Regions from separate parts of the Mus musculus genome. Here all the other regions are linked to region 7. Evidence: chromatin contacts called from public HiCAR-type, HiChIP or PLAC-seq, capture Hi-C and promoter capture Hi-C data. All regions are on one chromosome and are shown on one strand. The core of a region is the stretch at or near the end of the contact, and the rest is flanking DNA. Distances in the headings are between cores, read along the strand shown. Region 1 overlaps Inpp4b (inositol polyphosphate-4-phosphatase, type II). Region 2 overlaps Inpp4b (inositol polyphosphate-4-phosphatase, type II). Region 3 holds the start of Scoc (short coiled-coil protein). Region 4 overlaps Inpp4b (inositol polyphosphate-4-phosphatase, type II). Region 5 holds the start of Clgn (calmegin). Region 6 overlaps Inpp4b (inositol polyphosphate-4-phosphatase, type II). Region 7 holds the start of Zfp330 (zinc finger protein 330).

Region 1 (3,452 bases), core at 529-3,028, 960 kb before region 7:
GTTAGGACCTGTTTCAACAAGATCCCTTTCTGTGAGGCATTGCTGCTCTAATGGGTATACATCTCAACCTATTGTCAGGAGTGATTGCAACTAGAGAGTCTTGATATGAAAATTAACTTAGAGTTTGCATAATACAGAAGATCTGCTCTAAATATCCATGTTTCCCAGGGTATCTCCCATATTCTTTTTAAAGGTTTGACTGTCAGGGTAGTTTTTAAAGTACTTTGCATATTTTATAGGTGCAAAGAATTTCTGCAGGAACATTACTGGCATTGAAGCTTGAATTCTGAGTTCAAGTCCCAGGGTTTCTTCCATTCTACCAAAAGGTTAAGCAAATGTTAGGTATGTGAAGTAAAGACAGTGGCAACTACTCTAACTCTCTAGGAGAGTTATCACAGTCCTCCTGCCCAGGGAGAAGGCAACCACACTACCTATCTGAATACAGTATTTAAAGGAATCATTTATTATGCCAGAAGCTCCTGTGGCTCTAGAAAATGTCAAATGAGCCCTTTAAATTGACATTGAGGTCCCAGGCAACAGAAGGGAGACAACAGGAAACACTACCAACACTTGGACTTTGGAAGGAAATGACCAGTGGAGTTGGCTTTAACTGATATCCAATGAGTGTTGGCAGTAACCCTGGCTGAGGCCTGAGAGCAAAGACTTCACATAGGGAGCAGGAAAGGCTGGCCCAGGGGTGGCCCTAGCAGGTTTGGAATAGTGCTGCAGCGCTGGAAATACTGCCAGGTGGTCTCAGCGCCACTGCAGGGAGGACAGGCAGAAGGGTGATCAGTGAGAGAGAGAGACAGCATCTTTCAGTGTTTACAGACGTTCCCTATTAAGAAAGCCTAAAGAAGAAACAGTTGTGACAGTGGAAACATAATCTGGGGAGTCTCAGGCCCTTCTTTCCATTCTGGACTTGGAGCTTAGATTGAGAAGATTGGTAAAATGCTTTGCAACAAGAAATGCAAATTTAATCTTGAGAGTAAAACCATAATTTTGTAAGCATTAACATTCTAGCTCTCTTAAATCTTGAAAAAATAACAGTGGAATAGGTATTCTTAAATGACTTCAATGTTGTCAGAAAGGTTCCCAATAGTACTTAACCAGTGTTTACATCACATGAGGTCTACTCATGGTTGAGGCTCAATGGCTTGTGAGTAATATGCTTATTTTGCTATTATAAAGTAGTGATAAATACATTAATGAGGGTGTAACAGTTATGGAAAATATTTTATAATACCAGATTGATAGAGTGATTTCTATATTCCTTTTTACTCCCATGCATTTTCTTCAAAGACATTGTAAGAAATTATTGAATATTTTCAGAAACTATTAATGATATAAAGAAGCCTGTGCTTCACATGTTTTAGAGAACTGGTCTTTTGTCTCTGTAAGAGATAAGAACCAATCCCTGTGACTGCTAGTCTAAATCTTGCTGTCTTTCTAAGTAGTTTGATGATAGTCCTTTGACTCAGCTAAAGATCTGCAGGATCGTGTGGTGCTAAATTGCTATGAAAAAGTAGATCTGGATTCCTAGCAACCTTGCTTACAGGGAGAGAGAAAGAGAGGAGGGAAGGTGGATGGAGGGAGGGAGGGAGGGAAGGAGGGAGGGTGGAGGGAGGGAAACTGTGAAAATAACATCCCTTTTTACAATAGATTTCTTTTTCCTTTGATTTGGGAAATGGTCCTGCAATGTTCCTTTCATCTTCTGTGCTGGTCATTCTTGTTGTCTGGGATTACCTCCACTAAGAGGCCTGTCTTCTGTGATGTCGGAGTTTCTATTGAAATAAAGATATGTAGCTGATAATTGACTGGGAGTTAATTTATTTAAACACAGATTGTAAACAAGTGGCTATCGCCATGACGATCTTGGCTACTAGACAGAGTATGCAGCTAAGCTAATAAACAGACAAATGTAGCAGGAGTCTGGCAGGGAAACAACAAATCTTTCTTGCTGAAGGGAAGAAGTTGTAAAAAAAAATTGAAAAAATAAAATAAAAAACCCTGGAAAACTCACAGCTGCTCCACTCCTGATGCTGGCAAGGCTGAGAGCTAAATACCAGCTTCTTCAGCAACCCTTCAGTTTGCAGCATCCCCAGGCTGTGAATGTTTTTTAGCCCCTTTGAGCACCAACAGAGTAGCTTTGCCTGGGAGGAGGCAGTGAAGAGAACTCTGGGGGCTCAGGGGACAATATGGCTTTACTCTGGTGACCTGCTGTGGCCTTACAGGGAACTGCTCTTTTGTGGATTCCTTACTAGAGATATTTTAGGCATAGCTGTCCTGAGTCAGGCCACTTCTGGTCTGCAGGCAGGAAGTATTACTGCTTGAATTAGCCCATCATCAAACTCCTGTTTAGAAAGATGAAGTTAGTTCTTATATTCTAGATTGACACTTGTGAATTATTTGAACAGGGCCCTGGCTCATTGGGGAAAAAAAAATGTGTCTCTTATGCCTAACATTCTGGGTTAACCCCAGTATTGCAAAGGAAAGTAAGAAAGAGATAGATATTCAAAAGGCCTTCCATCTACTGATTCCATGCTTCTCCTCCATCATTCTCTGCTGGTGATGGATGCAAACCTGATTTTAACTCCTAATTGATTACTAATCTGATTTATCCTGTAAAGGAAAATATTTCAGAAATACCTTTTTTTTGATCAAACCTTATCTTGGCACATCTGTATGCTAATGCCTTGAGTTCTTTAAGTAGGTGAATATTGCCACGTTATTTTCACCTTCAGTCAAAACAATTAATAGAAAATAATTGACTTATGATTGATGAATGTACAGACTTTCTGGTATCCCCTCGGGAAACAGGGGTAGGGTGGGTCTCAACCCTCTGCTGTATCATAAGCTAAGACTTCAGGATGGAAGACTATTATTCCCAAGATGGACCTAAGAGTATCTTTGCTTTCCATGGTCTTTTACAGTCACATAATTGTGCCTGTTGCTTCATAATTAAAGGACAGCATTTGGAGTTATGGTGTTTCTCATGTCCTGTTAACCTTCTCAGAATCACAGGTCTCTGTACCCTCCATGTCAAATTAAGGGATGAAATTTCAGACTTCTTCCTGGGTTCATTTGCCCAAGAGTGAGTCCAAGTTCGAATTTTCCATTTCTCCCTATGCTTTCCATCTGTCTGTAGTTTGTAGCTGGCCTTTCTGTAACCTGTCTGTGTTTGCTCTGAGTGAGTCTCTTAACAAAAACTTTGTTCTCCGGTTATTGGACGGCAGAGAGACTACCACATGGGAGAGGAATGATGCTTTACAGAAATCTTTAACAGTTGCTTTTTAAACAAGGGATTAAGTTATTTACTTCAACTGACCCCAAAGAACTCACTACTGCAAACATTGTGTTATCAAGCATCTTCCATATGCTTTCCCCAATATTTATGGTAGATATTTGTTGGATAAGGTCAATTTCACTCTGTCTGCTGTTTTCAGCAAACTATT
Region 2 (3,147 bases), core at 83-2,582, 910 kb before region 7:
CTGGAATTCAGTGAGTACTGCTGTTGTGGAATGCGATCTTACTGGCTTCTAATAGAATCATAGCTAAGGGGCCAGGAATCTGGCTCAGTAGGTGAAGGTGCTTGCTGCTAATCCTGACAACCTAAGTTTGATTTTATGGGCCTACACGCTGGAAAGAGAGAAGCAGTTCCAGCAAGCTGTCCTTTCTCAGGCATGATATTTGTACCCACATTCAGGCACATGGCAACTGCTCAGCACCACAAAATAAATAAATGTGTAAATAAACACAGTTAAAACCACCATAACAGGGTTATTTTCCTCAATGCCATGCTACAGTGGGAGATGTCTACTGTCAGCCTTGCCTGTAGTCAGATGAGTGAGTTACTTGTCAAAGTATTTGGAACTTATTACATTTGCATGGAAAATGCTGTTCTCTTATCTAAAATCAAATTGAAGATTTATCAGGGGCTTGCATGGTAAATAGGAGAGTGGTCTCCTAAGGTTGTTGTTGGGCAAATTGCCCACAGACACTAAATGCCTTGGCTTCTGAGATTGGCCACTAGTTCCAGTACAGATGGATTTCTGCAGGGCATGAGTGCATTGGCATTTAAGAGCACGGAAGGATCAGTTGAGACTCTAACGAAAGAAGTTACTGTCACCAGGAACTAATTACTTTGCTTAAATTCTCCAACCTATCTAGTTCCGAGAATAACACCAGTAAGAGAGCTAAATTATACATGCATGTGCCAGGTTTAACGTCAATGAGCTTATCATTTGATCACAAGGAGGGAATTTTTCTCCCATGTCATCTTTGTCTCCGAAACCTTCATCATGAATCAGATACTACTTAATGGCTATGTTTTGTTATTTTTGTTTTTTCATTACAAAGTCACTTGAAGAATAGATTGGCAAAAGTTGTAAGTGAAATGAAGACTGTAGAATGAGGAAAATTGTAAAAATACATCTGGCTCATCTTATAATATTTATTATGGAATTGTAGTAGTTCCTGACAGATTATCTTTGCAATGTCTTTGAAGTCTTAGAATGTCAAAATGCCCAGTCCTGAATATAAAATAATACAGGAGGCAACATTTTATTTGAATTTTATGATCAGAGAGACTAAAAATGGGAATATGTGCCCTTTCTGTAAATGTGTTTTTCCTATTTTTACATCTTGCACTTCTGTCTTCAGAGAGAGCTAGCCTTTCTGTCCTGTGCCCTCCTGCAAGGAGGTGAGTCAGAAAGAATCAGAGAACTTTCCAGACATGTTAACTGGGATTGGTTTTAAGCAGAGGCTTCAGGTTACTCATGCAGCCGTGGGGGAGCCTGAAAGCGGAGAGCAAAGCAATGAGTTATAATTACACATGAGTAGTCACTCCGGGAGAGTTTTCTCTTCAATTTTTGAGTCATCTGTGTTCAGTCACCACATCCATGTGACTCATGAGATTCTGCAGCAGACTGTAGGACTGGCATGTTGGTTACTTTAAAGAAGTTTTAGGAATGGAGAAACAGAGGCACTAGTTTGGGTTCTCAGAAAGTCTCACAAAAAATGCCTGTAACTGGAGCTAAGAATATCAGGTAGTTTATATTTTTAGATATATTGAATGTGATGCAATTGTAATAGTGCCTGTTACACAGTCTATAATGAACACTGCACACTATTACGGTTAGGAGCATCAATCTGAGATTTCCATAAAACCTAGACCACATTTGCTTTCTGTTTTGTTTTGTTTTTTTTTTCTCTTTTTTCAAAAATGGGATTTAATTGATCCTAGGCTGATTAATACATTCTTGCCTTTGTCATACACTGCCCTCACAATGAAGTAAATCAGAGAATGATACTCCAAAGGGCTCTGGGCTACTCTGCTTCTTGGGCAGTTATTACTTAAGCTCATGATTCTCAGGGATAACTATGTGGTTAGAAGACAGATATCTATATATCCTATATAATCTGATGTTCTCACCACATATAAACAATATGTATAAAGTGATATATACTCTGTATTTGATTATTTTGTAAAACATAATAAATGTCTACGTGAGTACAAAATTCTCTGTGAGACAGTCTAAGTGTACCAAACATTGAATAATGGTTCCTTGGCGAGAAGTCTTCCAAGTGTTGTGTGACACAACAGATGCCATGTGTGGAAGGCAACGTGGGGTCTTTATGGGTTGATAGGCTGGGAGATTCCTGGGATTTGCATTCACATAGGAGGTGCTGAGAACTTGTTCCCTTTCCCTGTGTGAGGACATAGCTGAAGGCAGCCAACTGCAAGCCAAATGAGAGCCCCCTGCAGAATTTAGCCACTCTGGTACTATAAGTTCACACTACAGCCTCCAGAACTCTGAGAGAGCAAAGTAGTGGCTAGAATGGTAGTTGGTCTAGACTAAAATGAGTGTTGCAAGATTTTGCTACAGTTCTTTAAATAACGTCAGACAATGCACTTGCTGTGTGTCCTATGCATTTTCTTGTTGCTAGTAAAAATCCAAGCATAACAATGACTCCACCTCTGAAAGCAACAGGTGCGATACTCAGGTCTGTAGAATGATGCTCACAGACCTTGTGAGGAGTGAAGCCCAGTTAAAGAGATTGGTGTGCTTAAAAGAAGGCAAGAATTGAGACAGGTGTCGGCATTTGACAATATAGTCATCCAGATGAAAATGGACACGAATCTGTAGATAGGAACACAGTTTGTGTGACCCGCACACTGCTCACAGCTGTGTAAAAAAAGGCTTTTGTTTTTGTTGTTGTTGTTGTTGTTTTGGTGCTGTGATCAAGCACATGGCAAACACACCTTAAGGCAGAGCTTATATTGCTTTACAATTTGAGAGTACAGACCATCATACTAGGGGAGGCAAGAGAGAAGACCGTGATGAAGCTGTTTATGTGTCCATAATCAGGAAGCAGAGGAAGATCAAGTCTTTCCCACCATTTAAAAAAATTTTTTTAACCTGCCCAAAAGTACTTTTCCATGGAGAGTCTAAATCCAGACAAGTTGACATTGAGGATTGATCAGTACAAGGCCTGAGTCTTGTATAGTCTGTATAGCCCATGCCTGTGAACTCCCCTCACAGAATATGAAGACACTTTGCATATATACTTCTTGCTTGAAATATTCTGGAAATAAAGTATTTAACAGGCTCTGAAGGGAGTTATAGGAGGAAGTT
Region 3 (3,645 bases), core at 854-3,353, 670 kb after region 7:
GATATGGCTGTCTCCTGTGAGGCTCTGCCAGTGCCTGGCAAATACAGAAGTGGATGCTCATAGTCATGCTTTGGACTGAGCACAAGGTTCCCAATGAAGGAGCCAGAGAAATACCCAGAGAACTGAAGGAGACTGAAGCCCCATAGGAGGAACATCAATATGAACTAACCAGTAACCCCAAAGTTCCTTGGAACTAAACCACCAAAGAAAACACATGGGTAGAACTTGTGGCTCTAGCTATATACGTAGCAAAGGATGGCCTAGTCGGCCATCAATGGGAGGAGAGGCCCTTGGTCCTGTGAAGTTTCTATGACCCAGTATAGGGGAATGCCAGGACCAGGAATGGGAGTAGGTGGGTTAGGGAGCGATGGGGGAGGAGATCTTCGGAGGGAAAACTAGGAAAGGGGATAACATTTGAAATATAAAAAAAGAAAATATATAATTAAAAAAATCTCAGCCTCAGCATCCTCATCCATAAAATGGGCCTAATAACTGCATCTTATGGGTTTGTTCTGGGAATTTAATACATCCAGCTATGTGTTTGTGTACTTAGTAAGTATTCAACAGATGTTAACAGACCTTCTCATCTCTACTCTCTTGTTTTGACCACAGAAGAAACTTTAGAAAAATCATGTGGCCAAAGGCCTCATATTAGAACTCCTGGCCTAATCTGAGAGTGGCTTAATTCACATCACAGTAGTCCATCCAGAATCAAGGATATAGTCAATGTCCACTCTGCTTTTCCCATCATTCCACCTCGGCTGGCCTTAACATCTCAGATATGAGTTTGACATTTCCCTAATATCCTTTCAAACTCAACCACCAGACTTCTCTTGAACCTGCAATTAATGTTTTCCATCCATCATCCACTCACCAGCAATAGTTTTTTAAATTTAAAAGTCCAATGCACTACAGGAATGCACTGAACACTTTACATATATAGTTTTATCACAACAGAAAGAAAATGCAATTCACAGATGTGGATACTAAGCCTTATAAAGGCTAGAGGCCTTGCCTCATGTTTCATAGCCAAGATATTATTAAGGTCCTAAACTGAGTTTGAAAAACTCAACTCCTTTGGCGTTTCCACAAACAAAACAAATATAAAATTTCATCTGCATCCACTCCAGTGTGATGTTTCTAATCTGTTCATGTTCTGCTTTGACATTTTAGGGCTTTCAAAATCGATGGAAATCGAGGAACTACATCGTCAATAAGGATCAAACTTAAGTTAGATCCCCGGGGAGCTAGCTGCATCCAGTTTAATCATTGGAGCATACAGACACTAGGATTCCTACGCACAGCTTTGAGTCGCAGAAACGGATAACGGTTTGGGGACCTCTGTCCTTCTGGCTATTGCGACGTCTGTCTCTGGTGGTGTAACAGAAACCTTGGCTTTTCGGGAAACTATGATTTCTCCTTCCCAAACCTTACTCCTCAATATTTGTTCCGCAGGACGCCTGAGAAAAGCTGACAAAGAAACAAACCCAGGTTCTAGCAAAGACGTCCCACCCCAGACATGCACGGGCCACCACGCCTGCAAAGCAATCCTAGCACTCGAGAGGCTGAAGCAGAAGAATTGCGGCGAACTGGAAGGTAGCTCGGGCAGCAGAGCGTCTTCTCCTACTACCCGGTCCCATCGCACCCCCACGGCGTCCCGGTCCCGCACCGCCGGGCTCTTCCCACTGAGCCCGCGGCGTGGGGCCGGGAAGGTGGCTGCGCAGCGCTCGGCGGGATGTCGGGCCTCGCGGCGCCGCAATCCAGCACCCAGGCCGCCGCCCGGGTTCCCGTTCCATCCCGCCCCGCCCCACAGGGCCTCGGCGGTCTCCCAGGCCCAGCCCTCGCCGCCCCGAGCCGCCTCACCTTGCGTCTGAAGCGCCGGGAAGAGGCGGGATGGGTAGGAAGCCTCAGGCCGCGCGGCTCTCCGACCAACTGACAGCGTCAGCCCCGCCCTTCCCGCCCACGGAGCGTGCGCCGAGCGAGGAGGCGTCCTCCCACCAATCCTAACTGGAAATTGCACGCCTGCGCACTGGCTGCTGGACGCCTCGACAGGCCTGTGGCAGAGCACCGGGGTCCACCTTTGCCCTAACAAAAGGGCATTGACGACCAATCAGGATTTTTGGGCGTGTCCTAAAAAAGCAGCGACCAATCACGGCGCAGAAGAGAAGATGCGCCTAAGAAAGCGGTCCTCGCTGAGCATCTTTTGTCTCGCCAGGAACCTGGAAAGTGGGGTGGAAAGTCACTCTAGGTTAAAAAAAGAGAGACGGGGAGAGAGGGAGGGAAACAGAGACAGAATTTCTGGAAATTGCCGTGACCAGACTCTAGGAGAGAGATATTTCGTTCACATTCAAGAACAGAGTGAGCAGAACAGTGCAGCGCCCTCCCCCCTCGATTCTAAAAGCACGGTTTCCTTTTTCCCCACTTCTAAAATTAGATAACGCACAAAGCATATACCATTAATGGATGTTTCTCTTCGTACCCCATATTCAGGACAATTTTTAAACTTCCGTTCACCCGACCACGTCATGATTCCTTAGATCAGCAGTCTCCTGATCTCAGTCTCAGAAAACCCAAGGCTTAATTAAAATTGTGTTTCTTATTCAAGTGTACATGTACAATGCCAGACTTTGGGTTGCTAGGTGATTTTCGTGACACTTCATTATAACCTAACCTTTGAAACAAGTATCTTGCTGTTAGCGGTCAGTGACCACAGTATATTCTTACCTGCAAAGCATTCTTGCTTTGACTTTATCAAAACCTCTGAGCTGTAGAGGCCAGCTTACAAATACTTTCTTCTTGGCTTTTCTTTCTTATATAAGGTTCTATTTTTAATTGCATGAATATGTAGCGGTGTGTATGTACTTGCTTGTGCCTGTGCAAGGTGCCTGCAGATGCCAGAAGAGGGAATCAGACCCCTGGGATTGGGGTTACAGGTGGCTGTGAACCATTTGGTGAGGATGATGAGAACTCAACTCAGCTTCCCGTGAAAGAGCAATAAGTACTGTTAACTTCTGAGCCATTTCTACAACTCCCGGGTATCTTAAACCAATCAAGCAGGATTTGCTAACACGTGACCGTAATCCTTTATAAATAAAGTACCTACCATTTAGTGTTTGAGACGAAAGTATTAGGCTTGGACTACAATTCAGGATTTGAAGGAAGGAGAATATGGGAAGAGAGGGAAACCCCAGGTAACGCTAAGAGGAGTGCCAACAAAATAGAATGAATATGGGCAACATTCAAAGAAGGATGGGATTTTCCAAGATAGTGAAGAACACACTTTCTTTTCAAATGCACATGGGCCAGTCATAGAAATGGGCCTGAAAATTTGTTTTTGGTTTTAATTTTTTATTGTATGTATATTTTACTTGCATTTATTTCTCTGAAACACTTGGGTACCTGGTGCCTGAGGACGCCAGAAAAGAGTGTTGGATCTCCTGGAACTGGAGTTACAGACATTGTGAGCTGCCATGTATGTAGGCGCTGGAAATTGAACCTGGATCCTCTGGAAAAGCTGCCAGTGCTCTTAACTGCTGAACTATCTCTCCAACCCCTTCTTTTTTTTTTAATTATATGTATGTGTATATGTATGTATATGTGTGTGTGCATGTGTGCCAGTGTGCACATGAGTGATGAGCCCTCTGA
Region 4 (3,671 bases), core at 841-3,340, 930 kb before region 7:
AGAAATGTCTCTACAATCCTCACAAATGAGCTAGTAAACTGGAAGTATTCGGGATGAACTTCAAAATGGGGCCCCAAGATGCCGAGGACCATATTTCCACATTGATAGATTCATTCTATTGTCAAAACCATTTAAATTTTCACATATTGCATGTTCTCTGCTCAACAGAAAAATTGAGCAATAGTGGAATCATTTACTGTCTCAGACTCATTGATGTATTTTATTAAGTTCAAAATTATTATCAATTATTTTTTTAAAGTTTGCCTCTTAAATAACCAGGTAATCCTTATTGTCCATGGACAAACAAACAAACAAATAGAAAACAAAACAAAATAAACAAATAACAATATCCCCTGCAAAAGAAAGTCCACAAAAAATACAAAACAAAAACAAACAAAACAAAAGAACCCCTTTGTCTTATTAGCCTTTACCTTTCTGAGATCTATAGTTTCTATAATGCTGATTAGACCATAATAAAGGCTTGATATATATTTGCGGGGATTAATGTAGGGGAAAAGATCTAGCATGAGCTATTTTGTTTTATTTTATCACCACTACAATCTGACTGTGAACTTCCATTTAAAACAAATGAGAATAGAGTTACATTGGCTTCTGAAAGAGGTGTAAATATCAAATGTGTGCCTTCTGCTGAAAGCTCTTCGTTGGTCATCATGGAAGGCAGAATCAAAGTGTGCTGTGAGATTTTCCCTCCGCCGCACAGTCCACAGAGTGCCCAGAATGATAGCATTCCTCTTATTTTTCCATCGGCCTACATGGCTCCACTTAAGAGAATGATTACATCACGGAGCCTGAGAGTAAAATGGTGCTTACAACTCATTGCGGAGAATTCAGGCAGCCACAGGTAGAGAAGATTGATCAATTGGAAATAAGTTAGAGATATATAGAGGTAAAACATCCTGGTGAGCTACTGCACAGTAGAGAGGTGTGTGTAACACTTAGATATTATATATTTCAAAAGGAGAAAAATTTCAGTGTTTTCATGATAAAGAAATGATAATACAAAGACTTTTCTAGTGCTCAATTTGACCATGGAGGAGGCCACACGTTAAGAAGCACAAACATGAGGCCTCTGGCATTTTCATTTGTTTCAGCTGACAGTCTTCCAGAAAATGAAGGCCTCTCTTCTACAGCTGTGAAGCATATTCCATTTGACTTACAGTCTGTGGATGGTTAGGGACCAGATCTTTCCTAGTGGAGCCTCTGAATGCCAACATAGGCAGCTTGTCCTTGGACCACAGCCTTGTGAGATCCGCCTGGAAAACCAGTCACCCCACGTCTGGAGTTCAAAGCTGTACAAAGCTCTATGCCAGTTAATATAGAGACACGCTGGTTACTGGCCATTAGCTGATGACTTTCTCTCATGTGGCTATGTGGAGACTTGGCTCTCTAAGTCTGAAGGCATACCAAACCCTCTCGAGAAATTCTCCACGTAGATGCAACAGATATTCCTGACATATGCTGTTGGTGGTGGGGTTGAGTTAGGGGCTCACACCTGAGTCCTAAGACACTTGTTTACAGGATAGTTATACCTCTGGAGGAGGTAGACATTTTTCCCTATCTTAATTTCATGTTTCAATATCAGGGATTCATTACTGATCTCAACGGGGGTCTAGAGTAGCGTTTATGTTATGAAACAGACTCTGATTCTGTATCAAATTCACTTCCAAATACATTGCCAGGTTGGACCATATTCTTTGTGGAGGATGTATGCTCTTTAATGGGTATTCCCATCTATATCTATCTAGAGGAGCTTGCTTCATTCATACCTATCAATACAGAAATGGACCTATGTGAGCTCTGAAAAAATGCAGCCAGGGACAAATTCTGGATATTATGGCCTTCTCCTTGGCTGGCTCTAGATCTCCAGCAGATTGTACTGCCATAGGCTTAGTCATTTCATGGCCAGTGAAACTTCAGTAGTCTTCTCCCATGGGACAGAGGCATCCATGTTCTGTATAATAAGATTAACTAGCTTCAGGAGTTTTCCTCTGTGTATATGAGCTTGAATGTGCTATATTCCCCTACTGCAGCCATATACTAGAGCTCCTGGAAGCTTTAAATGTTGGCAGAGTAGTCTGCAGGAAGCTGATGAGTCAGGATTACTCACTGCCTGCTAGCATATGGTTATCATATCAAAGTAAACTACCTGTGTTTATCATTTCCAAGTTAACATACATGAACCTTGAACTTTTGGGATTGATAGGGGTTTTTAAAAGAAGACAGGAGGGCAATTTGCTTTATATGAACTTAGGGGACAAGCAAGATGTCTCTCACAGTGTGGGCAAGCATCTGGTCACACCCATCACCAGATCCACCTTGATTTGTTTGTTGTCATAAACCTCTAGACCAAAGCTGGAAGGGCTTTGACTGGATAGTTGCATGAACAATTGTGTGTTGTGGGAAAAATCTTGGAGAAGCACATTGAAGACAAAGAAAAAAAATGTGAATAAGACCAAAAAATGAATTCCCAAGAAAGGCCACTAATTCTCAGGAGGCATGGCATGATGAGGAACTAGAACATACTGCAGTACCAGCCCTGGCTCCTTACATTCCATAACTATGTTATCAGTGACACATTTCCTCTCCAGCATCTTTATTTCTCTGTTGTTCTAAGTTCCTCTGCCTTCTTTCTGTTTCTCTGTTGCTGCAATCCTTTCTGCTTATTTATTTAATTCCCTTAGCTCTGCTCTCACTTCTTACCTCCCCTTTCTAGCCTCAAATGCCTCCAAAGACTGCAAAGGATACCATACAATGACTTATACTAATCTTATGTTAGAAAGTCAACACCAAGACAGCAAAACAAGGGCTGAGAGCTCTCAGGTGTTGGGATAACTCAAGTGCTTGTCCCAATAGCTACCCCCGATTTTCTGTTGCCTGGAAGAAGTATATAAAGAAAAAGTGCCAATTATATAATATCACAGCCTTATAAATATTTTGGTCCTACCTACTTCTCCAAACCTATTTAACTCAAGTCACTTCCTTGCAAGTTCCCTGAAGCATCCTCAGTACAAAGTCTTCGCAGAGGCAGTTGGACATTAGCAGCCATGTGGTGCATACTTATTACCTTACACCCCTTATGCTTCATTGTACTCTTCCTTGCTGAAAACTCCTCTTGTCTTTCAAGACCCTAAGCACCTCTTCTCTGCAGCCCGCCCTGGTAGCCACAGGCTGAGTCATTAGTCTCCTGTCTAAATGTCAAGAGTAAATGCTCACATTTCTATTGTAGCACTTAATATATTGTACTTGAATGGTTCCTATTTGTCACAGCCACTAACCACTAGAGCCCCCAAAAGAAGACAGAGGTTCTATTCACTGGCAAGCCACTGTTCTTCACACAGCAGTGCTGATATGTAGTAGAATGTATTGATGTAGGAAAAACTGTACCATGATATCAACTGTATCAACTCAAATGTTTTAAAACTATACAAACCCGTACTTAACCTTTTATTATTTAAAATAAATAAAAAGTTCTTTTTCTCTTGTCTTCTTCCCTTTCTCTTTCCCCTTCACAAATAGAAACACACATACACAGAATATTAGCAAAGTAGCCCATATACCTTTAATTTTCTATGTACATCGGATATAGACTTTTCTTTCTTTTCTTGCTTAGTCATATTTATAAGGAATAATAAAAGTCTCATGAATATAAG
Region 5 (3,683 bases), core at 278-2,777, 620 kb after region 7:
CTCTCTCAACCAAGCATAGACCAACAAAGACTCGTGACTAACAAATGTTGCACAGCTAGCTCGATAAGCAAGCCTAGCTCAACCCCTGTCACTGTTAGTTGGGTCCTTTTTATACTCCCTCTAAACATCACGTGTCCTCCACAGGTCCTGCCTTAGCATGTGCGTCTGTCTCAGCTGACATCACTCTGCCAATCAGCCCAAGTCTGCAAAAGCAACAAAAACTACAACACACTACCAACAATTCTTTAATGTGTTTCTATGGAGTCCCGACAGACACAGCTCAACTACACAATGTAAGGCACACCAATACATATGTCATTAGCGAAGAATCCTTTATCACGTGTCCTTTCACATGTTTGCTTTAGCAGAACATCCTCTCTCCTGTGTCTGCTTCAGTGTAACATTCCTTCACGAGTCTGCTGTAGCCTTTCACACCTATGTCCACTTTAACAAGATGCTCCTTCAAGTGTTTGTCCCAGCAAAACACCACCCAACTGACTTTCCAAAGAACCCTTCACACCTCCTTCAGTTAAACCTAGGACAATTTGGGTACCACAGTAACTGTACACAGTGACTGGATAAAACAGACTCTATGCCTAAATAGGATGGACTCTTGGATGGAGGTGTGTTAAGTTTTTAAAAATGTTGCTTGTGCCTAATAAGGAATGAAGACAGTTAGTTAAAATTACTGTATTGAAACCACAGTAAAGTTGAGTCAAGCAAAAAAATGACAGATCCTAAATCAAGGGGCAGACTTCAAACATTTATGAACAGAAAACAGAACGTTTACACAGACTCAAAGTTTGGTCACACAAATTAAGACGATACAAACAATATACAGAATTGTAAACATACAGAGAAAAAAGCAGGTAATGCCTTCAAGGAGTGTTCAAGATTAATAAAAAACCAATTATGTGTCTGTGGCAAATTATTAACATTAATACTGACAAAATGAAAATGTACAGTTTCATTTATAATGTAATAGCAAGCCAGGAGCATGTGTGAAATAGGAAGCTTCCCGGTTGATAACCATGAACAATCAGCTACTAAAACACAAAAATATAGAGGGAAATTTCAGCGTATGAATTTGGCACACCTGCCCTGGCACTCTTTTAAAAACGTTGAGATAAAATTGAGGAAACAAAAGATGTGGATCAACTGATACAGAGCTTGCATAACCCCACCAAGAGGGCTTCAATCACTACTGCATAACAGTGTGGCGTTGCAAATCCAAAAGTCAGGAAGAAGGGAAGGAGGATCAAAAAGTTTAAGGTCATCAGAACAAAACAAGAGAAAGAAAAACAAAAAAACCCAAAACCATCCATCTATTCATCATCCATCCGGGAACCAATTAAGGTGCGACACGAAGAACTGAGCAGTCTGCAGAGCCAGCAGCCTGAGCTCCAGAGAGGGACTGACGTTGGAAGGACCGCATCCCCCCAGGCGCGCGGCCGCTGGGTCCCGAGCGGCGGTTGAGCGGGCCGCTTGCGCACTGGGGCTGCCTCTGCATCCTGCATCCTCCCGCGCGGCCGCTCGCGCACGCGCAGTTAGCAGTCGCTGCTGGGCGGCTGCCGGCGGGATCGCTCTGGGGAGACGCCGGGCACCAAGTAGCGGCCAGTCGGACACCTGAGCTGCCGCTGCTGGACACAAGCCCGCAGGACAGGTGTGTAGACCGCGGGCCGCCTTCCTGCGGCTTGTTCTCTGGGGACCGGGTGAGAAATCGGATCCAGGTGCCCCGCAGCATCCTCTTCTGAGACTAGAAGAAGGCTTAGCTTGGTGCGGCCAGGTGAGGCTGGAGGATGAGTTCAGGGATGAATGTGGGAGTTAGACTCTTGGGTGGGCTCTGCCAACCTCGGGGACAGAGATCAGCCCTGGATGGAGGGAGACGCCACCCTGAGTCCCTTGGGTCCTCCTTCTGCTTCCCTGACACTGGGGAAGGCCAGGTTGCCCTGCCCAGCCTGGCGCCTCTCTCAAGTCCGTTATCCCAGCGGTTGCCACAGCTGCTGTTGCCACTGTGTGGCCCGGTTCCACGAAGCTCTACCACAATCCCTGGAGAGTTCTTCTCGCATCTTTCTAGAAAATGCAACAAAACCAACCTGGGCACATTTGCAGCCCACTTCTCTGTGAAGCCAAAGAACCCTACCTCCCCCACCCCCACGCTCAAACCTGGCTAAGGTGGCCAGAGAATCCTGGCCACTCCCTAGACACTTGGGTGGAGCCTAACAGGAGCCATTGGGGAGTAACCGGCCCTGTGTTGAATCCAGAAAACCTTAATGACTAGAGTCTCATTATCTAAAGCCTGTTTACTATCAGTCAGATACTTTAGCTGAGTTTAAGTGGCATCTGCCCCACCCAGGAGGAAGAAGCTATGCAGGGGTTTGTTTGGGGTTAAAGAGCAAAAGGCTAGGAAGTTGGGAGCTGGAGACCGAAGGTATAAACAGAAATAAACAAATTAGGCAAAACAAAAATTTAAAAATTAGGTGGTCAATGGTTCAATATCTCTGACGAAGATTAATTTATGTTGAAACAGAATAGTAAATCATGGTTGTTTTTCTTGCCCTGAAAAATTGACATCTCCCTAGGTAGCTCTCTTTTTTTGGTAATTGTAATTTTGACCATTTTCTAGTCTACAGTCTGTTGGTTTGGTCATCCAGACACATTGATCCTGTTCCTTAAACTCAAGATAGTCTTTTTTGTCTTGTTTTGATTGGTCTTGTTGGTCTGTTGTCTGTAAATGGTGGCGTGTGCTGATGGATATGCAGCTAGCAGGTGGGGGCTCAGGGCTCTGGGCTTGTTTGGTGTCTACTAAACTTTCCTTCTTTATTATGTAATTAGAAAACAGGAACTGTCAGCTTTGATAGGACTTTCTCTCAACTCATGGGTGACAAGAGGCCCAGAGAAGGGAACCAGTTCAGTTGTCCTTTGAACAACAGTGTTAGTCACTTAGTGACAAGGTATCAAGGGCAGGGAGCTTTCGAATGCCCTTTTCTGGCCTCCTCTGGCACCCACACATACGTGTACATAACCACAAAAGAGAAACACATACATGTAATTAAAGTATATGTGTATGTGTGTGTATAGATAGATATCGATATAGATGGGTAGATATATAGCAAATATTCAGAATGAAAGAATGAGTCATGGAAGGGGCAGTATATGATCATAATTACTAAACATTTTTTAAAGTAGAGTCTAATTTAAGAATTGTTTTTTTTTTTCTCACAAACACCAGGCTTACAAGATGGCAGGGGTTGGTTATAAAGGTTAGCAGGAGTGGACATGACACTGAACAACAACTTACTAGTATCTGTCAGGAAGGCTAGGTCCCTAATGAAGGCTGAGGGATCAAAATGTGTTCATTCCACAAATGCCCTCCTATTCACACCCCAGGGGACCAGTGAGACTATATTCTGTCTATTTTGCTTCGTTTTGGGGGGCCCAGGGCCTTGGGGATACAGGCAAGCGTTCTGGCTGTGTTCTTGTTCCCAGCCCAAGTTCATACATTTGGAACCATTTGGTTGACTACATGTGGTGCCAATTGAAAAGGGAATTAAAGACACAGAACAGCGTGTTTACAATTTTTAAAATTACATTTATTAAACCAGATGTGATTACTAAAGTAATCCCAACACTTGGGAGGCAGAGGCGGGCGGATCTTTGATTTCTGGGCCAGCCTGGTCTAC
Region 6 (3,557 bases), core at 745-3,244, 990 kb before region 7:
TTCATGTGTCTGCTATAGCAAAACATCCTTCCACCTGTGTGGAAGACAGTCCTCTCCAGCAAAACATCCTTTCACTTGTGTGCCCCAGCAAAACATCATTTGAAATAACTGACTTTCCAAACAATCTAGAAGTTTCCACTTCAAGTATCATTGTGGCTCTTCAGGTGTGAAGGAGACCAGGCTGTCTAGTTATCTCTTCCTATTTACACTGATAACACAAATTTTTCTGACTAGTTAGATAAAACCAAGGCTACAAAGTAAACATGGAAATGGATAGAAGGATAGAAGGAAGACTGAGCCAGAAATGTCACTTGGCAGTGGCATGCATGCCATTTGCTTGAATCAGCTCAGCAACACTGCAGTCTGGAAAGCTCCCCCTTTTATTACAAATCAATGTCACTATTTTACGTCTTCAAAAATATTCACTTTTGCTAATGACAAATCCAGCTCGTTTACATAAGTGAATGTTAACATGAAAGCACACTGATTCTTTAAAAAGCACTCTGACATTACTGTTAAGCTTGTGCATTGGATTAATATCTGGGCTCCAATCTTTGATTTTGTGAACAGGGGCCAAGTCACTTAGTGTATCTGGATTTCCATTGACAAGTTAGTATAACGAGGGAGAACTAGAATAAGTTTGTAAAGACAAAGTAAAGATCATCATTGCAAAACAGTCGCTGTTCAATAAGAACAAGTTGTTGTTACTGCAGGCCTTCATCTTCTATAATTAAAACAATTGCTACATGTTTTTATTAAGTAGGGCAGGGCAGGCTCTCAGGGGCACATAGAGAGATCAGAGGACAACTTTGAGGTCTGGTTTTCTCCTTCCATCATATGAGTTTCAGGTTAAACCAAGGGCATCAAGCTTGGCAGCAGGTGTATCTTCCCTCTGAGCCATCTCATTAGTTCAGTCTTTTATCTTCAGTTGTACTTAATCCTGTAATTAACAATGGAAAAGTGTTTGTTTTAATAATAACCAGAGAAGGTTTCTTTTTCTTCTTCTTCTTCCTCTTCTTCTTCTTCTTCTTCTTCTTCTTCTTCTTCTTCTTCTTCTTCTTCTTCTTCTTCTTCTTCTTCTTCTCCTTCTCCTTCTCCTTCTCCTTCTCCTTCTCCTTCTCCTCCTCCTCCTCCTCCTCCTTCTCCTCCTCCTCCCTTCTTCTTTGAACTATTATTATTATTTTTATTATTATTAATTATTTCAATTCTCACTATCTTTCCCAAGCTAATTTCAAACTCGAGTTTAAGTGAACCTCCCTTCAATTTCAGTCTCACAAGAATATAGTAGCTGGAACTACAGTCATGTGCCACCATGCTCAGCTATTTATATTTTAAGAATGCAATCTTCCCCATACTGACCATCATAACATTGCATTTTTCACATACTATGCTCTATCATGCCAACTAACAAACAAGCATGATGGGATAACAAGCCATCTGGTATTCTGTATCTCATGTTTTTTCACTTAACCTCTAGAATATGCCAAAAGGAGAGAGACACCATTGGATGATCCTCATTGTCTAAGTAAGGATCCTGAGGCACAGGCAGAGAAAGCATTCATCCAAGTTTCATGAGACCTTAACTAAAAGTTAAGGTTTGAGTAGCTGCTCAGCTCCAGAGTCTGTGCTCTTAACACTTAAATGATAACATGTCAGTGAGTAACATGCTAAATCAAATTCATTCTACATGTATCTGTCATATTTTCCATGGGAGTGTTTTATCATATATTTTGAGCGTCAATGGGAACATCTCTAATCATTTTACAAAAAATATTTCTCTAAGGATTCTAGATTTACTGTCGCAGGGTTCCAGAGCCTTAGACGTTCAAAAGTTGCTAACTCCATTCGTCTTCTCACCTTCAGCTCTATGAAAGGGCACTGCTCTGTTAGCTATGTATGCAAAAATAGAAGTTATAACCCATCTGGGCCTCTGCTCTTCAGTCAGACTGTTTCCACTAGGTTGTAGCACACAGAGTCAGCCTTTCAAAACAGTAGTTGTTAGAGTCAGCAGCTGTTTGGGACAGAGCCCTGTTCTAGCAAAGAAAAGAAATGACTCAGTTGAAAACTGGCTCTATTTCATGTCCAGATGCCCTTACATGTGTGAATGCCTGCATTTGTAGATTTGGTAGGTGGGTGCAGAAGCTAAGATTTTGGTTCAGAATATAAAAACCTAAATAAGCAATTGTGAGATTCTGTCTAGTGCCATCAAGTAGGAAGGGGCAATAAATACTCCAGGGTTGTTACTTCCAGCCTGAGACTGCACTCATTGCTTCTACCTGGAGAGGGAGAACTAAACACCGTTTCTCATCAACTTTACTCTTTGCTCTTGGAAACTGTCGCCTTCTGAGGCACACATTCCTAGCAGAGGGCCAGAGCCACATTGGAAATGTCGTTGAAGACTTAGTGAGGGAGGCCTGCCTGGCAATCACCTTTCGCCCATGTTCCCCAGTGCAGAACCAGTGTCCGGTCTTATTTTCTGCCTGTTGTAGGTCTACCTTTGTTCTTTTCCATAAATAAGAATATAGATCTCATGATTTGGAGGCTCACCGAGTCTGAGCTACTTTTTATTGTTAATGCACTTTGCTTTAGAGGAAGGGTTTTAGAACTCTACACATGCTGCACTAGAGCACAGGCACAGTGCACTGTGTCTCTCAGTATGGGAGGTGAGGGCAGGGATTCAAAGCAAACTGCAGTACATGACCCCAAGCTGGCAACTATTATAAAGATAGACACCGGGGATTAACAAATGAGTTTGAATACTGATCAGGTGTCTGCAAAATCTTAACCCTTTGACTTCCTAAATGCTAGCGTTGTTTAAGCTCCTGCTATGTGCATTGCTACCACAGGTGTATCACAGGGCTGTGTCTTTAGTTTCTTAGACATGGGACATAACAGACTAGAGGGAATCTATCTGATCCTGACCTGAAGTTTGTTTTTTTCCTTCTTGAGAATACTGTCAAGGAAAGCTTTCATTGAGATGTGTGGGGATTCCAGGTTCCCTTCCTTTTCTTCTTTCGGTTTTTACTCCTTTAACTTTTCCTTCTCCACTTTTTCCTTCCTTCTTCTCTTCCCCATCCTTTGCCATTCCTCCCTCCTCTCCTTCTGTGTTTCCTCCCAGCTTCTCTCCCTCTCCCTCTCCCTCTCCCTCTCCCTCTCCCTCTCCCTCTCCCTCTCCCTCTCCCTCTCCCTCTCCCTCTCCATCTCCATCTCCATCTCCTGTTCTCTCTCCTCTCCCTCTCCTGTTTCTCTCTCTCTCTCTCTCTCTCTCTCTCTCTCTCTCTCTCTCTCTCTCTCTCTCTCTCTCTCTCTCTCTCTCTCTCTCTCCATTACTTTTGGAGAAATGTCCAAGAGCTACATGCCTCTTTCTACATGTACCTCCTTCCCTTACAAAGCCTACCTCAGTGTCCATTTGAGGGAACTTCTCTTTTTTTTTTTTTTTTTTGGTCTGAATCTCCATTCTTTTTTTTTTCCATTTTTTATTAGGTATTTCGCTCATTTACATTTGCAATGCTATACCAAAAGTCCCCCATAGCCACCCACCCCCTCTCCCCTACCCA
Region 7 (3,555 bases), core at 717-3,216:
AAAGAAACAAGAGCAGAGGGCGGCCCAAGGCCTAGCTGTCCCCAAGTCTTAGCTCCTTTCTTCTTCTCACTACTTGGAGGGACTATGGTAGTGAGGTGCTTTTCCCTAGGTTAAATTGTTTCTGTCATTCATAAACAAATGAGTCCTAGAAAGTAGTACACACTAGGGAATCCTACAAACATACAAAAGAGGGAGGTGCGCCATCTGCCATCATCTGCCATTATTGGTGCACCCAGAGTCCCAGGCAGAACACTCGGTCCCCTGAATGATAAACATTTGCTAAATTAAGTCATGAAAATGAAGTATTTTAAAACAATCTGACTTTTTCAAGACTAGCAAATTAGTTAAGAACATGGGAAATGTCTAAAAATCAGGGTACTCAGTGAATGGAGACTGGCTAGGAGAAAATGATCAAAACTGAGCTAAAGAATATATAAAAAAAGCTGGAGCCTCCCACTCAGTTCCTGTCACCCATTCGCCTTCAACATCTATTGTCACCAGTAATTCATGATACGCCAGGCTTGATAATACATACTCTAACAACAATAAAAATATCATTGTTACTCAGTAAAATACTGAGGACACCTTTAACAGGTTCTTCACAGGGGCACACCATAGTTGATCATGTTTTTTAGGTACCTATATATGGTACTACAGAGTCCTCCATTCAGCCACCAGCCATTGCTTTAAAAAGCTCTCACCATTGAAGCATTGCATGGGTGTTTGGCTAGGTCGACAGTACTTCTTGATGCTCGCAGTTGTTTCTCGCGTTCTCGGCGGTTCTCTGCCTTCTTCCTCGCACCGGTCTTTTTCTTCGGCATGTTCCCTTCTTTCTAAACAAGAAAACAGGAAAGGTATAATTGATGCGTTCAGTCACACAGCATCTATACTTTCCTTAAATATTAAATCAGTCTTTCAATTTTAAATGCACCTCATCCCATCTGAAGCCTTTAGCAACATTACACACACATTATTCCAGCTGCAGGCTCCTAAACTAAGGCCCTCCTCTGGGCTTCCAAACTCTCACACAGCATAAGCATCAAGGACCTCAACCAAACAGCTAGAGTAATTGTTTTCTCACCCTAATTATTCTCTTCACTCAAAAAAACCTATGTATGCACCATTAGTAAGAAATGACTAAAAATATTTGTTTTGTGCCAAGTTGAAATAACCATTTTGAGCTATACAGTCTCAGCCCTAATGCTGTTGACATACAGTATTATACAGTACACTGTCACCTACATGGTATCTAAACAAATAACCAGCAACCCAAGGCCTGACCGCAAACAAACCCATTTTCTCTTAAGAGACTAAGGTACTACAGTGGCTTTCGCTGCCTGTCCCTCGTGCCTAGATGCAACAGTTTCGACAAGTCAGATGCTTTGGAGTTTGTTTCCCACACAGACATCAAACCTTACAGTGCTGGTTTTCAGCACACAGAAAAACTACAACAGAGACAACCAGGCTTCTGTGTTCTCACTCTGGTGCCCCAATCCTTTCGGACAGGACAGTCTTCAGAGCTAATCAGTGGTTAATCATGCTGGCCACGCCACGGGGCCTTCCTTCAGTGTTTAAAAGGGAAGTCTGGAGCATGTGGCTGAGTGGCCACGGGTGACCGTGGATGAATTCTGTACCCACTAAGACATCTCAGACCTATTTTTTTCCTCGAATCTGTTTGTGCCAACGAGGAGAGATTTCTTTGAGTTCAAGCTTAGATCCTGGTGACAGCAGAGCGACATTGGGTTCCAGGCTCTGGGAGGCCAGGAGGCGGGGGCGCGGGAAGAGCCACGCGGCTCGCGACCCGCCAGCAGCCCGAGGGCCCCTCACGTTCTCCAGACCCACCCACGTCGCGCGGCCTCACGGGGACGCGCCACTCACCGCAGTGGCCGAGGACGCGGAGGAGAGGGCGAGCCGCGGGCTAGAACGGCAGAAGCAGCCCGTTTCCAACGGTGGGAGCGAGACCGGATATCCTGCTATGTCAGAGCGCCCAGGTTGAACACGTCAACAGGAAGAATCCCGCATGTTCCGCCCCCTCCTCGGGGAGGACCCGCCTTCCCGGAAGTGGACTTGCTACAATGGAAAGAGGCTCCAGCGTTGCAAAGAAAGTAGAGGGCAGAGAGCTGCCGCATCTCAAGGCCTCTGCTATGTCATTCTGATTTTATTATTTAACTCAGAGAGCTAAAAAGTCCAAAAGGAAAAGAAAGACGAGCCCACAAAAAATTTTGAGAGGAGAACAAGAACTTTGCTAGCAATTTTTTGCCTGACTCTTCTGAAATCCTTTTCCTTTCTGGGAGCCTGACAAGCCTCACATGGCACATTTTTAATTTTTGTTGTTGTTATTTTCTGAGACATAATGAATGGAACCCTGGCCTTGAAGCCACGACTCCATTACCTCTGTCTCTCAGCACTAGGATTATAGGCGTGCTCACAGGAAACTGCAGAGCCCTCCACTCCTCCCCCCCACCCACCCACCCCCGCTTTTTTTAATGTCTCACAACACTGAGTTCGGAGGTGTCTTGCTTGGCCTCTGCTGTGTGCATTCTGTTCCATTGTGAGCAAATCCTCCCACGTTCTCTGCTTCTGCTCCGAGGCTGAGATCTAACTATGCTTCCCTACAAGACTGTTTGCTTTAAATAACACTGAAGGTAAATGTTCCACTCTCACTCCCACCTTACCTTTGGGGAGGAAGTTCTTGACATTACTCCCAGTACTGCATGTGAGTATCACTTACTGCCTATCACCTTCTATATTTGAGTGGAGCTGTGTTATATCCACCCACTTTTTTTTATATTTTTTTATTTACATTTCAAATGTTTTTCCCTTTCCAGGTCTCCCCTCCAAAAACTCCCTATCCCATCCCCCTCCCTCTGCCTCTTTGAGGGTGCTCCCCTATCCACCCACCCACTCCTGGCTTCCAGCCCTTGCATTCTCCTACACATCAAACACCCTCAGGGCCAAGGGCCTCTCCTCCCACTGATGTCCAACAAGGCCATCTTCTGTCTTTACCACATTCACATCCCAATGGAAGACAACTCGTTTTGGTCTCTCTCTTTTTTTCCAACCCCTTCTGTTATCATCTTTGCTGCACTCCAGGAATTCGCTTTCATAACCACACCTCAAGCCTTTCTCTGAAGAGAGCTCAGTTTTGTCAATGAAATATGAATGTCTTGGCTTACTAGGCTCCTACCCTGTGCTCTGTTCTGTATTCTCTTGTTTAGTCATCCTTTTCAGTCTTTTTTTCTGCAAGTTCTACTTAATAAAACAGTCCCATCTCATTAGTCACAGTTTTTATCATAGTTTTTGTACTACTGATCATTAAATGATGTACCTTTTCCCTCCTATTGATTTTCTGGGTGGGGTTTTGGGGGATGGGGTGCTGATACATAAACAGGAGTCTATGTCACTAAACTCAAGCCTCTCAGGATTCCCCTTCTGTCCTCCTATAGTTCCCTAATCTCTTATTCCCATTTACCACAATATTTAATCATAATCAAAACATACTTGTTTTCTTCAAGCTTCCACCACTTATATCAATTTCAACAGACATCACCATCT

Evidence for each region. Promoter capture Hi-C pulls out the DNA fragments that hold promoters and counts their contacts. HiCAR-type assays count read pairs that join an accessible place to other places. HiChIP or PLAC-seq counts read pairs in DNA pulled down with a chosen protein or histone mark. Capture Hi-C pulls out chosen DNA fragments and counts their contacts.
Region 1: a HiCAR-type map of astrocytes shows a contact between it and region 7, with 7 times the contacts expected there. The contact joins the enhancer-like site here to the promoter of Zfp330 in region 7. A contact is called at or near these places in 10 of 39 promoter capture datasets (the 3T3-L1 cell line, the HPC-7 cell line, cranial neural crest and 5 more), 1 of 484 Hi-C or Micro-C datasets (bone marrow-derived macrophages), 5 of 115 datasets of contacts at active chromatin or transcription factors (astrocytes, bone marrow-derived macrophages, embryonic forebrain and 2 more) and 2 of 9 other capture datasets (adipose tissue and embryonic stem cells).
Region 2: a FOXA1 HiChIP or PLAC-seq map of pancreatic cancer cells shows a contact between it and region 7. The contact joins the enhancer-like site here to the promoter of Zfp330 in region 7. A contact is called at or near these places in 8 of 39 promoter capture datasets (the 3T3-L1 cell line, the HPC-7 cell line, cranial neural crest and 5 more), 1 of 484 Hi-C or Micro-C datasets (the C2C12 cell line), 9 of 115 datasets of contacts at active chromatin or transcription factors (the NIH/3T3 cell line, astrocytes, bone marrow-derived macrophages and 6 more) and 1 of 9 other capture datasets (liver).
Region 3: a HiCAR-type map of astrocytes shows a contact between it and region 7, with 5 times the contacts expected there. The contact joins the promoter of Scoc here to the promoter of Zfp330 in region 7. A contact is called at or near these places in 10 of 39 promoter capture datasets (the 3T3-L1 cell line, 3T3-L1-derived adipocytes, the C10 cell line and 6 more), 3 of 484 Hi-C or Micro-C datasets (embryonic stem cells and muscle stem cells) and 5 of 115 datasets of contacts at active chromatin or transcription factors (astrocytes, embryonic stem cells, fibro-adipogenic progenitors and 2 more).
Region 4: a contact with region 7 is called in a FOXA1 HiChIP or PLAC-seq map of pancreatic cancer cells. The contact joins the enhancer-like site here to the promoter of Zfp330 in region 7. A contact is called at or near these places in 4 of 39 promoter capture datasets (the 3T3-L1 cell line, hippocampal neurons, liver and 1 more), 4 of 115 datasets of contacts at active chromatin or transcription factors (astrocytes, embryonic stem cells, memory CD8 T cells and 1 more) and 1 of 9 other capture datasets (liver).
Region 5: a capture Hi-C map of embryonic stem cells shows a contact between it and region 7, with 2.7 times the contacts expected there. The contact joins the promoter of Clgn here to the promoter of Zfp330 in region 7. A contact is called at or near these places in 1 of 39 promoter capture datasets (stem cell-derived epiblast-like cells), 3 of 115 datasets of contacts at active chromatin or transcription factors (all in embryonic stem cells) and 1 of 9 other capture datasets (embryonic stem cells).
Region 6: a promoter capture Hi-C map of second pharyngeal arch cranial neural crest shows a contact between it and region 7, with 5 times the contacts expected there. The contact joins the enhancer-like site here to the promoter of Zfp330 in region 7. A contact is called at or near these places in 4 of 39 promoter capture datasets (hippocampal neurons, liver, neutrophils and 1 more) and 2 of 115 datasets of contacts at active chromatin or transcription factors (astrocytes and large pre-B cells).

What each region holds. Positions count from the first base shown.
Region 1 is chr8:81,810,398-81,813,849 of GRCm38.p6, forward strand. All of the region lies in intron 7 of Inpp4b (inositol polyphosphate-4-phosphatase, type II), which reads left to right. Among named protein-coding and RNA genes, the nearest start is that of Gm25267, 340 kb to the right of the region's middle. Within about 2 kb of position 1,779, at least 48 of the 459 cell types and tissues checked have an H3K27ac peak or open chromatin away from gene starts, as enhancers often do.
Region 2 is chr8:81,865,874-81,869,020 of GRCm38.p6, forward strand. All of the region lies in intron 8 of Inpp4b (inositol polyphosphate-4-phosphatase, type II), which reads left to right. Among named protein-coding and RNA genes, the nearest start is that of Gm25267, 290 kb to the right of the region's middle. Within about 2 kb of position 1,333, at least 62 of the 459 cell types and tissues checked have an H3K27ac peak or open chromatin away from gene starts, as enhancers often do. A contact at or near this core is called in the C2C12 cell line, the NIH/3T3 cell line, pancreatic cancer cells and 1 more, where this site is marked.
Region 3 is chr8:83,440,559-83,444,203 of GRCm38.p6, forward strand. Scoc (short coiled-coil protein) reads right to left here and starts at 2,104. Exons shown (of 4, transcript NM_019708.4): 1 at 1,864-2,104.
Region 4 is chr8:81,838,576-81,842,246 of GRCm38.p6, forward strand. The region is part of intron 7 of Inpp4b (inositol polyphosphate-4-phosphatase, type II); the gene reads left to right. Among named protein-coding and RNA genes, the nearest start is that of Gm25267, 310 kb to the right of the region's middle. Within about 2 kb of position 2,091, at least 18 of the 459 cell types and tissues checked have an H3K27ac peak or open chromatin away from gene starts, as enhancers often do. A contact at or near this core is called in pancreatic cancer cells, where this site is marked.
Region 5 is chr8:83,388,315-83,391,997 of GRCm38.p6, forward strand. Clgn (calmegin) reads left to right here and starts at 1,528. Exons shown (of 15, transcript NM_009904.4): 1 at 1,528-1,786. It overlaps Gm32377 (a long non-coding RNA gene), which reads right to left and starts at 1,175. Exons shown (of 5, transcript XR_878991.3): 1 at 1,097-1,175.
Region 6 is chr8:81,783,022-81,786,578 of GRCm38.p6, forward strand. All of the region lies in intron 7 of Inpp4b (inositol polyphosphate-4-phosphatase, type II), which reads left to right. Among named protein-coding and RNA genes, the nearest start is that of Gm25267, 370 kb to the right of the region's middle. Within about 2 kb of position 1,995, at least 14 of the 459 cell types and tissues checked have an H3K27ac peak or open chromatin away from gene starts, as enhancers often do. A contact at or near this core is called in second pharyngeal arch cranial neural crest, where this site is marked.
Region 7 is chr8:82,772,179-82,775,733 of GRCm38.p6, forward strand. It overlaps Zfp330 (zinc finger protein 330), which reads right to left and starts at 1,967. Exons shown (of 10, transcript NM_145600.2): 1 at 1,879-1,967; 2 at 702-833. The coding sequence starts at 821.